Regions from separate parts of the Mus musculus genome. Here region 1 is linked to region 2. A link is a contact called in public HiChIP or PLAC-seq data. All regions are on one chromosome and are shown on one strand. Each heading gives the region's core, a stretch centred on a gene start, on an enhancer-like site or on the middle of the called end of the contact. The rest is flanking DNA. Distances are from core to core; before and after follow the strand shown. Region 1 holds the start of Grin2b (glutamate receptor, ionotropic, NMDA2B (epsilon 2)). Region 2 has its middle 22 kb from the start of Gprc5a.

What was found. HiChIP or PLAC-seq counts read pairs in DNA pulled down with a chosen protein or histone mark.
Region 1: a contact with region 2 is called in an H3K4me3 HiChIP or PLAC-seq map of forebrain, with 28 times the contacts expected there. The contact joins the promoter of Grin2b here to the enhancer-like site in region 2. A contact is called at or near these places in 3 of 39 promoter capture datasets (cranial neural crest, hippocampal neurons and liver), 5 of 484 Hi-C or Micro-C datasets (cerebral cortex, cortical neurons, palatal mesenchyme and 1 more) and 6 of 115 datasets of contacts at active chromatin or transcription factors (SST interneurons, astrocytes, embryonic forebrain and 3 more).

What each region holds. Positions count from the first base shown.
Region 1 is chr6:136,169,679-136,175,482 of GRCm38.p6, forward strand. Grin2b (glutamate receptor, ionotropic, NMDA2B (epsilon 2)) reads right to left here and starts at 3,867. Exons shown (of 15, transcript NM_001363750.1): 1 at 3,795-3,867; 2 at 3,187-3,259; 3 at 1,738-2,204. Gm26653 (a long non-coding RNA gene) reads left to right here and starts at 3,350. Exons shown (of 3, transcript XR_378074.4): 1 at 3,350-3,431; 2 at 4,176-4,296; 3 at 4,822-5,804.
Region 2 is chr6:135,084,795-135,090,892 of GRCm38.p6, forward strand. No RefSeq gene overlaps it. Among named protein-coding and RNA genes, the nearest start is that of Gprc5a, 22 kb to the left of the region's middle. Within about 2 kb of position 3,212, at least 105 of the 459 cell types and tissues checked have an H3K27ac peak or open chromatin away from gene starts, as enhancers often do. A contact at or near this core is called in astrocytes, cerebral cortex, cortical neurons and 4 more, where this site is marked.

The DNA.
Region 1 (5,804 bases), core at 2,617-5,116, 1.1 Mb after region 2:
CAGCTCAGGTGGCTCTAAGGTGAACACACACCAGATAACCTCAGCTATTTGTAGACGTGGTGAGAACATGGTTCAAATTGGGATCCCAACCTCACTCTCATTACACCATGGTTACAGATTAAGGCTTCAGCAACGAGAGCTTAAAGAATGAGGCCTAGGGGAGAGGAGCAGGAGATTTGGATGGATCCATATCCATCCTTACTAAACAATAAAGAACTATCGCCCACTGTCATTCTGAGGGGCTGGCAAGGACCTTCTACTACCTCCCCTACAACACTTTAGTATTTTTAGGTTGTTATAAAGGGTGATTATTTTGTAAACGACTTGGGTGAAAGGGAAGGGAGTGCTTGGGAAAGGGCTATTGACTGCTCATGGCTCTCCTACATATTTTTGAAGACCCTTTCCCAACCTCACTCTTGCATGAGAACATCTTCGGAGATTCCAGGGTGTATAGACAGTATAGAAAGGAGATGAGCAGCTGGGTCCCCATCTTGGCCCTCGAGCCACAGATGCTATGATTTTCTCAGGAGTTGTCTTGGCTTGCCTGAGTGGCTAGCAGAAGAACTGTTAGCTAAGTCTTTTCCATTCCTGTTGCTATTTCTCTTTCCAAATGCTGTCCAAGATATTGGGCATATTTCACATATTTTTATATTTATATATATTATTATAGGTTATATATATATTTCTTCACATATATAACAATTTCAAATGTTGTTGAAATGAATGGGATGATAAAAGAAATTAAAATATCAATTCTATTTTTGAGGGTACAAGATGAACACATGCAAGCAGCACATCTCTTTGTTTAACACAAAGGCTCACATGTCGAATTCTGCACCCCTTCCACATGCACGGCGCTTTAGAAGTCTGCAAGATAGCCATTTTGCAAGAGTGTGGAAGTAACAGTTTGCTTGGAGGATGTGCGGGTATAAATAGATGTGTGGACAGAAGGAGAATTTTACAGCTCAAAAAATAATAGCACACGGGGAAAAGATACAAATGAAAAGCAGAATATTGACAGACTCCCTTCTTTTCAGGCTTAAGGTTGAAGACTCCAGCTTGCAGCATCCAGGTGTTCTGAGACCAGCCAGTCCCTACCTGCACCTGCACCTCTGCAATAGGCCTCCTGGGATCTACGGCCCAGTTTCAACCCTTTCTTTAGACACCAAGTAGGTTCCAGGGCAAAAGCCATGATAATCTCGATCAGTATTTTTCTGTTTCTGCATATATACATATATATTTTTACAGAGCATAGAAAGGATGCCTAAAAGGAAAGAGGAGATAGGGAAACAGAAAGGAAGATGGCAAGAAACAAGTCTCAGCTTGGAGAAAAAACATATTTATCTAGATGCCCATCAAAATCTAACATTAGCTCTGTGTAAATCAAATGCTCCTTAAGTCGGAGAAGCATACAGGTCCCCTGGCTGCCTGTGTCTGCATATAGACATACCCCCTCCCAGCCTGCAACCTCTTCTGTGCCTGCATCCAACCACCCCCACCACCTTCCCGGAAAAACAAAACCTGTTAGATAGCAGAAGCATGAGAAATGACCTGGAGGTCCCCTTCTTTGTCACAGAAGCCTTTCCCACAAAACAGCATTATTTTGAGATCATGTTATTTTTTTTCTCTCCCAGAAAAAAAGAAATATCATCTGAGACACTGGGGGAAAAAAACAGATTTAAAACAAGAAATCCCCACCCCAGGTGAGGAAAAAGAATAAAATAGAATGTGCCCTACCTTGGTTTGTAGAAGCCAAAGCTCTAGGCGGACAGATTAAGGGAGAGCGCATGTTGGGAATATCCAGAGTCCTCTTCTCGCTTGCATATCCACATAAGAAAGACGGAGGATAAAGGGACAGAAGAACATTTAAAATCCAGTGGAGTGTGAATTTGGTTTTAATCTTGTGTCTTGAAGAGATGTAAATTCAAAGGAAAAAATGTAATGTGAAAGGGAATCTCAGGGTGTGGAGAGCGGCTCACAATGCAGAATCCAGAGCCATTATTCCATGTGCATGTGAGGTTAGTAGCCCGAATATATAGATTTAAGGAGTCTCCGGCAATTAAGGGTTGGGTTCTCTTTTCTTTTTTCTTTTCTCTTTTTCTTTTTAATTTTTTGGAGCTTTAGTAGAGGAGTCTCTGTGTGGAGAAGCTGGGGGCAGGCTCTGTCCCTCCGTGGAGCGTGGTCATTCCCAAAGCGTCCCCTTCCTAAGGGGAAAAAACGAGGAGGTCAGGGTTTGATTCGAGTGTCTCCCGGAGGGTTAGCAAAATGCATGCCGGAAAAAAAAATATAGATATCTCTATACCAAGTCGTTATAAGGAAAGGGGGAGGAAACCCTGCATTTCCCACAGAGTACACACCAGAGGAATTGAAAACAGCTGGCACCAATCTATAAATAATTCCGAAAAGGTCTGCCTATGCCGTTCCTGGGACAGGCATGGATGAAAGGTGAGAAAAGCCAACCTGAATGGAAGAGAGGGAAGAGGGAAGTGGAAAGCAAGGAGGAAGGCAGGGAGAGGAGGCTCCACACAGCAGTTCACACTCACACACACGCGCGCGCGCGCGCATGCACGCACACCATCCCCACTTAACTCGCCAGTGAGTGCGGCCCCCAGCCCCATCTGCAATGCTGCTGACACGTCTGGCTCGCTCTCCTCATCTCCTCCAGCAGCGGAGCCTCCTCCCACCCCGGGCTCGTGCTCAATGGGTTCTGATTGTGCACCGGCCGCACACTGGGCATTTCTTGGATGGGGCACACTGACACGCGCGTACACACGCCCCCGACGCGCACGCGCCCCCGCGCGCACTCACACTCACCCCCGCGCACACTCACGCCGCCGGCGCGCTGATGTGCAGCGCACCGGGCTGCACCTGCAGCCAGAGGATTGGACTGGAGGGTCGCAGCGCGTGGCTCCCGCCTCTGGCACCGCTGCCCAGCCTCTCCCCTAGAAGGGATTAACCACCTCAGAAAGACCAAAGGCAGTCCTGTCCCCTTCCCCCTCCCCAAAAATATCCTTTTGTTTAAAAGGAAAAATAAAAAACCATCCAAAATAGCAAGTGCCCGGTGCTGCTGGATTGGAAAGCTGTACCCAATACCAGGTTGGTTAGCAGTGCCAAGGCTTCGAGCCTTTATCTGCCTGATTTCTCCAAACCCTCAAAATTGAGACTCCAAAGCGGGCATTTACGTACCGGTTCTGCACCTCCGAGGTGGCAGTCTCCGGAGAGGGGTGGCGGGTGTCGAGGGTTTGAGACGTTTTCTTTCCTGCAAAGCAGGATAAATGGATCAGTCTCCTGGGTTGGGAAGTTCACTACGACTCTTTGCAGAGCAGAAGGAAATGTATTCGGATGCCAGCTCCGCTGGATGCCGGGGATAGAAAGGCAGCTTGACCCGAGAAGCGCTTCTCCATAGAGCCAAGCCCCGAGATTTCCTAGAGGTGAAGGAACCCAAGGAAGTGGTGCTGGAAAGGGGGTGGGGGAGGACCTTCCTTTCTCAAAAAGGGGGGGGGGGAGTGGAGAGGCAAGAGAGCCCAGATTCCAGTTGGTGGTGATGGGAGCCGGGGGAGGGGAAGCGGGCGGGGGCAAGTCAAGCGTTCGGCAGCAGGAGAGGAAGAGCAGGGGAGGAGGGGGAGAGTAAGAAAAATGGGTATTAATCACCGGCGACGCGGGGAGGGCGGGGACATCAAAGGTCCTGGTCTTGATTTGGGTCTCACACCCAGGAACGTGCCACTCAAGCGCGCGCTCGCGCGCGCACACCACACACACACACACACACACACACACACACACACACACCCTACCTCTCACACAGGAGGTTCAGGAGGAGAAACCCAAGAGGCAGGGTGTGTGTGCACGCGCGTCCTCTTGCTCTCCACCCCCCACCCCTCCCCACTCCCAAACCCCCTCCATCACCCCCTCACTCCCACTGCTAAGACTCTTGGCTGAGGCTGCTTCTCACGTCATGAGCTGGGGGAAGTGGGGTAGCCAGGGGGTGGGAAAAGCTTAACCCGAGGCCGTGGTGCCTCCTCCTGGCAGCAAGAAGGAATAGCAGCGAGATGGGGCGGCTTAAGGGAGAGGGGAAACAGTGGCCACCTTGGACCACCGCGCAGGGCTGTGCACCTCAACCCGAAGGCCATGCTGCAGACTGACACTGAAACCACTCCCCTGGTTCCATTCAGCAGTCTCTGCTTAGTACCTGCTTTCCGGGTGCAGAGTGCAACTTGATGACAGGATTCTTGTCTTCAGGGAGCTTGAGATCTGTCTTCAGTGCAGGAAATTGACAGTTAAACAATAGGGAAGCAGGTAAATGTAATTAAAAGGCTGAATTGTACAGCAGTGTGTGTGTGTGTGTGTGTGTGTGTGTGTGTGTGTGTGTGTGTATGTGTGTATGTGTGTGTATGTGTGTATATGTGTGTGTGTATGTGTGTGTGTATGTGTGTGTGTATGTGTGTGTATATGTGTGTATGTGTGTGTATGTGTGTGTGTATATGTGTGTATGTGTGTATATGTGTGTGTGTGTGAGTGTGTGTGATATTTTCCGGCTGCTGGGAAAGATTTGAGGACTTTGGGGTTCTTTTTTAAGTGGATTGCGTTATTTAAAGATCTCAAGCAAAAATGATAGACAAACGAATGTTTCCCATATGAAATGATTTTACAGCACTGACTAACCCAGCTTCTCTAAAACGGAAAATAGCAGCCATTTCTCTCCCTCTTGAGCTGTTTTATGTTTTGGGAGTCCTTGTGATCACTTGTAGTATTATCTATTCTTCAATATTAATATCCTTGTAGATACATCCTTGTTATTCTCACCCATTGTCTCTGTTACAGTGGAGGTGAACTTTTATGGCAGTAAAACAACGGGCTTCTCACTCACCAACCTGGGAGAATGTGACCGGAACACACAGGGATCGGTCCCATTCCAAGCAGCCTGGAACTCCGGTCTACGGGCCAATGCGCACTGGCCTCTAGTCCAGTCAGCACCAGGAACACCTCAGGCGGGTTCTCCACAGCAGTGTTTTTTCCCGTTCCCTGAACTTTGTCAGGCTAATTCTTGGCATCTAATGTTTTCACGACACACAGAGGAGAACACAAATATCGCGTATTCAAAAGCAATACCGTGTGCCTCTCTGTGACCATTCCCATTCTTTCCCGAGACAAAGTGAGGTTGCGCATCTACTCCTTTGGGAAAGTGTGGAATGTGGTCACTGCTCTCTGCTGGATGCACACAATGGCCGACTGGACCCAATCATGTGCATGTTCTAGTGACTGGAACAAAGGCAGATGCCCTAAGCCAGGACACAGTGAAGCACGCTGCCCTTGCTCTTACAGTAATGTTTTCTTTTTTTCTTTTGAAATGAGATCTACACCCACTTAGGCACCCTTGTGGGTTGACTGGTAACCTACTATTCTAAATATGGCTATCTTTTACGTTTCACCTCGTGGGCCACCCTTCCCTCCCGATGCCCTTTTCCAAAACTTGCATACTACTCTTATTTGTTTTCATTTCTCCTGTTGCCCAAACCTAACATTTCCATTTCAGTCTATCCACTTTCCCTAGCAGAGAGCAAAGAAGGAACACACATCTCCTCTGCCCGTGGCGCAGTCCACGGTGCTCTCCTTTGGGAGTCTAATTCCAGGTCGTTTTCATCATCCAAGCCTGAATTGATTTCTGTAAGCATTTCAAGGATTTGATAGTGAGAGGTGGCATCTGGCCATCTCACTCTCCGAGTCTACCTGTTCTGTGTAGAGATGCAGAGCATGGTTCACTCCGCTGACTTTCACAGTGACTGAAAGATATCTCGTGCGTAGAT
Region 2 (6,098 bases), core at 1,962-4,461:
ACATGCTGCGGGGAGGCCAGGGAATAACTTCACAAACTCTGCCGGGCAGAGGATTAGGAGTCTCTGTGCTATGGAGAAACTAGGATTCTCATACTTAGCCATAGCACGACACGCAAGTGTGAGCTTAGTTAGGGACTTGCTCCTTAAAGAGACAGGTAGATTTCTGTGAGTTTGAGGCTAGTCTGTTCTACACAGGGAGACCGGGCCAGAGAACTGGCAGCGTGGCTTACCTGTAATCTCCTGCTGAGGCAGGAGGATTGCCATGATTTCTGAGGCCAGTCTGAACTACAGAGTAAGACTTTGTCTCAACAACAACAACAATAAAAACAAACAAAGCCACAGAAAAGCGAGTTAGGGCTGTGAAGAAGTGTGGGTATTCACAGCTCGGGTATTGATAGCTCATAAAGGCTGGCAGGCTGCACTTTCATTTGCCTGGTTGTTTTTTTTTTTTTTTTTTACTGATTGAAGACAGAATGACAGAGTTGGTGAGAACCTGAATTCAATCTCCGGATCTGCATAGTGGAGCGAGAGCAGATTCCTGAGGTAAGTCCTTCTAGACTCGCCTAGTCTTTCTCAAGAACCCAGTGGGGTTTCTTGTGAGGAAAAAAAAATTATATATATAGTCTTAGTTGGGGCTTCATTGCTGTGAAGAATGAAGAATGCTGTCACCAAGGCAACTCTGACAAAGGCAGACATGTAATTGGGGCTGGCTTATGGTTTCAGAGATTCAATCAATTATTTTTTTTTTAAAGATTTATTTTATTAATATATGTAAGTACACTGTAGCTGTCTTCAGACACTCCAGAAGAGGGAGTCAGATCTTGTTGGGGATGGTTGTGAGCCACCATGTGGTTGCTGGGATTTGAACTCTGGACCTTCGGAAGAGCAACCGGGTGCTCTTACCCACTGAGCCATCTCACCAGCCCAGATTCAATCAATTATTATCATGGCAGAGAAACATGGCAGTGTGCAGGCAGACATGGTGCTGGAGAACAAGCTGAGAGTTTTACATCTCCATCCGGAGGCAGCAGGAGATGGTCTGCCACACTGGCTGTAGCTTGAGCATAGGTGACTTCAAAGCCTACCCCCACAGCAAAACACTTCCTCCAAGGCCTTGCTTACTGCAACAGGGCCACACCTCCTAATAGTGCCACTCCCTATGGCCAAGTATTTAAACACATGATGTTCCTAGCCAGGCATGGTGGCTCTCACTTTTCTAATGCTCTGGAGGCTGAGGTAGGGAGACTACCATGATTTTAAGACCCAGCTTAGGCTACAGTGTAAGGACCCTGTGCCATGACTCCTCACTAAATGTATATTCATGTTTTAATCTCACAACACAAAAATCAACACAATGGAGCTCTGAATTCAAAAGGTGTGGATCTTCCTCTGCACCATCAAGCCAGCAGTATCACAGTGGAAGCCCGGGAAGTGACCTGTGATTTAACTCAAATCTTACACCATCTACCTGGAGACAATATCACATCCCATGGATTGAGAGAGCCCAGAATTCCAAACGGATCACCATCACTTGTTTATCAGTCTGGTCCCTGGGTGCTAGATCTGTGTTTCTAATTTCTCTGCTATAAACTGGGTGTTCTCACCCTTTCCTGTCAGGACTGACTCCCAGGAGTCGGGGAAATGTCTCTGCATTTGTTATAAAGGCTGCTGCAAAGGATACAGATGAGATCTACAGGCTAGCCATGGGAGAAGCTTCTGACCTTATGACTCTATGTGCACCATCCACCAGGGCAGGCCAAGCACGTAGCCTCCTGAAGCGTTTTGGATTGTGTCTGAGTTTGTATGGAGTTGGTGTGCCTAGCAGGACTGCAGATAGATGTGTGTGTGTATGTGTGTGTGTGTGTGTGTGAGAGAGAGAGAGAGACAGAGACAGAGACAGAGACAGAGAGAGACAGACAGAGACAGAGAGACAGACCCTGCAAGGCTTGTGTATTCCTCTCTCTCTCTGGCCCAAGATGACTTGGAATTCACCATGTAGCCCACGTTGGCTTGTGGCCATCCTGCCTCAGTCTGCTAACTGGGAATTAAGGTCATCGTGACTAGCAACTTCCGGGCTCTTAGGTCTTCCGTTCTTCGTTCTTCACTGGAAGGTATCAGATTACCTCTGGATAAGGAGACTGAAGACCTGCTACCTGCTCCTCCTTTTTGGGGATAGTGTTTAGCTCTGTATGGGGGCCTCAAACTCAAGGGGATATGCTTGCCTCTGTCTCCTGAACTCTGGGACTAAAGGTATGTCTCTTGAGACAAAGTCTCATGGAGCCTAGGGTGGCCTCCAACCCTATGAAGCTGAGGCTGGTATGGCCATTCTGCTCCCACCTCCCCTGAAGGGCATAGAATGTTCTGGGCCCATCTTGTCGTTAAGGGAGGAGCCTTGCCAGGGTTTCTTTCTTTTTTTTTTTTTCTTTTTTTTTTAAGATTTATTTATTTATTATATGTAAGTACACTGTAGCTGTCTTCAGACACACCAGAAGAGGGAGTCAGATCTCGTTACGGATGGTTGTGAGCCACCATGTGGTTGCTGGGATTTGAACTCTGGACCTTCGGAAGAGCAGTCGGGTGCTCTAACCCACTGAGCCATCTCACCAGCCCGTTGCCAGGGTTTCTATACCTATGGCTGTTGAGACACCGAGGAGGACCTGGGAATGGCACCATCTCTGTCTCTGGAGAGCTTTGGCCAAGAGATTAAATGGTCCCCCAAGTGGAAAGATGGTCACAACATTCTGAGTGCGTGCCCTTTCTGGTAACAGAAGACTGCCTCTGCAAAGTGCTGGTCTTTCCCATGGCCCGTTGTCACTTCTGTTCATTTATAAGCTCTTTGCGTCAAGGGCTAGAAGTTCCACGTTTGAGAATTACTATACGGAAGAGGACTTCAATCTCATCTCCGCCCATAGGAAAGTAGAATGCGAAGACTCAGTCCAGGCTGGCCCTTGGCCAGTGTCAGTTGATTGATGTCTGGAGGCAAAGTGCCACTCTTTGAACTAAACGGTTAATGATGAATCAATGCGCAAGCCCAGCAGCCTTCTCTCTTTTTTTTAATCACGTGTGAAATAGACTTAGGGTCCCACCTTTCCGAACCAAAGTTGCCATACCCGGCTTCTCCACTAGATGGCAGGAAGACCTCAGCGTTCAACCCTGGGGAGCCTAAATACAGCATCTCCTGGCTTAAGGCCCCATTCTGGTTGAGGGCACAAGATTGTGAGCAGGACCGAGGGAGGCGTGCCTCAGAGCTGCCCCTTCCCCTAACCTTTAAAGCCACTTCCCGTCTCCTTTGCCCTTATTTTTTTTGTGTGTGAACTTCTCCAAGGTTTCCCAGCCCGTTTGCACGCAACCTGGCATCATTACATGTAACGTCTCACGGACTGATCTTATGAATGTCATCTGGTATTTATGTGGTGAGAACATTGGCTCTCGGTCAAAACCAGAAGTACAAGCTGGCCCTGGAGATCCAGGAGCCCCCTCCGCCCTCCCACTCGCTCCGTGTTTCCTTCCGTTCTGGGCTTACTGTTGCTGAGCACTGAATGCCCTGTTGGGCTTTTTTGATTTCCTGACTACTTTCTTTTGTTGCTGCCAGGGTTTTGCATGGTCACTGATATCCCAGCCTCAGCCTCAAATGGAGCGTTGCTTCAGAAAATCCTAACTGTTTACCTCTGAGCACCGGGGAATCTGGACTTTAGCTTGTAGGTTGCTGTCTTTGTGTGTTAAACATTTTAACTAATTAATTAATCAATCAATTAATTAATCAATCAATTAATTAACTAATTAATTAATTATGTGTGGGTTCCTGTGCATGTGTGTAGAGGTCACTTCTCTCTTCCCACCACACAGGTTCTAGAGACTGAAGTCAGGCCCAGACTTGCATCTCTCCCTGCTGAGCTATTGCCTGTTTCCTTTTCTTTTCCTTCTTTTACATGAAAGGTTTTATTATATGCGTGCTTTTATCTGTGTACGTGTATCACATGTATGCCCTCAGGGAAAGAAAGGGACCGGTCCTTTAGGGGTGAATTACAACCAGTTGTAAGCTGCCTTGTGAATGCTGGGAACGGAACTCAGGTCTTCTGTGAGAATAGCCAGTGTTCTTAGCTCTTGAGCCCCCCCCCCCTCTCTCTGACAGGATCTTATATAGCTTGTGTTAGCCTCAAAGTCACTTTGTAGGCAAGGTCCTTCTACCTCCGCCTCCCAAGAAGTAGGACCACAGGTGTATATAGCACCATGTCTGGCTTGCTTTTGGAATGTGTGTGTGTGTGTGTGTGTGTGAACCTCTACCTATATGCATGTATGGAGGTCAGAAGGAGACACTGAGTGTTTCTGTTCTATCACCCTCTGCCTTATTTCTTGGAGACAGGGTCTCTCACTGTAGCTAGAGCTAGGCTAGCAAGCCCTGGCGATCTTCCCTGACAAGGCAGAGGCTACAGGTACATGTGTAACCACAATGTTTTACTTGGGTCTTGGGTATTTGAACATAAGTTCTCATGCTTGCATAGCAAGCATACTTACTTACTGAGCCAGGTGTGAGGCAGGGTTTGATGCTGTATCCCAGGCTAGCCTGGTACTACATATCCCAGGCTGGCCTTTCACTCTCAGGACTCCTGTTCCGGCCTCCCAGGTATCCCTTACAGGCCTGCATCTGCATGTCTGGCTCTAGAACCCTTTGTCTTCAGGGCAGATAATGCTTTGGCCTCCCTGGATTCTGCTGATGTTCCATAGATGGCTGGGTTTGGGTAGCAAGTCACTGGTGCCTGACCCTGCAACTCCCCAAATACCTACAGAGTTGCCCATTCCTTGGAGAGGAACATCTCTGGACCTAAAACTCTGTGGTTTAAGGAGGTCGCAGAGACTGTCTGGTTGGTGTCTCTGCAGCCTTCATTTAACAGGAAACTCAGGGAAGCACGATGGAGCAGATACAGTAAGGATTGTATCGCTGGTTCTTGGCTCTCTCTGCTGTCAATCCCTGATCAATTCTACAACTGTTTTTAAAGGGAGCATTTGGTCAAAGAAACAAAGCCTGAGTATGATCACCCATATTTTCAGGATTCCTCTGATTCTCCTTCTTCAAATCAGGAGCCCTCTCCTGGCCTCTCTCCTGGTCTTCTCGCCCTGTCTGGCATGGAAGCCGCAGGGAGGCACTGGTGGGAACTGCCTTTCTGATTTGTCCTCCATCTCCCAGCCTTGAGTCAGCTGTCAGGTGAGGGCGCTCCAGACAAGAAGAAAAGCTTTCCCTCAAGCTGCAGCCCGTGAGATGGGGGTGGGGTGGGGGTGGGGGGACGACGACACAAAGTTCCCGCAGGCCTGAAGCCTCTGTGCAGTGTAAGCCAGCGCCCAGTGCTGATTCTCTCTCTGTGGGAAGTTATGTCTCCTTTAAGGGACATTCACCTGACCTTGGAAACTTTCTTATTCGTTCGTTCGTTCGTTCGTTCGTTCGTCTGTCTGTCTATCTATCTATCTATCTATCTATCTATCTATCTATCTATCTATCTATCTATCTATCTATCTACCTACTGACAAGATTATCCTATGTAACCCAGGCTGGTCTGGAAAACACCGTGTAGCCCACACTGGATTGGATGGTCCTCCTGCCTCGGCATCTTGAATGCTGAGGTTGTAAGTGTCCATGGGGTCTTAAGTGTTCCTTAGGAGAGCAGACACAAGCCAGATGGTGGTGGCTCACTTCTTTAATCCCAGATCTCTGAATTCAAGGCCAGCTTTTTCTACAGAGTAAGTTCCAGGACAGAGAGAGAGAGAGAAAGGGAGAGAGAGACAGAGAGAGGGGGGGGAGGAGGGAGAGAGAGAGAGGGAGAAGAAGAAGAAGAAGAAGAAGAAGAGGAGGAGGAGGAGGAGGAGGAGGAGGAGGAGGAGGAGGAGGAGGAGGAGGAGGAGGAGGAGGAGGAGGAGGGGAGAGAGACAGAGGACACAGAGACAGAGATAGAGACAGAGAACACAGAGAGCGTCACCGGAAAGCCCACACGTCATTATGGGGTTTGCAATGCCTTGCCCTGAGGTGCTGGCACTGCAGCACACATTCCAATCCCCCAGATCTAGCAACAGGCAATAAAATGAACCTTGGCTTAGCTGGGCTTGTG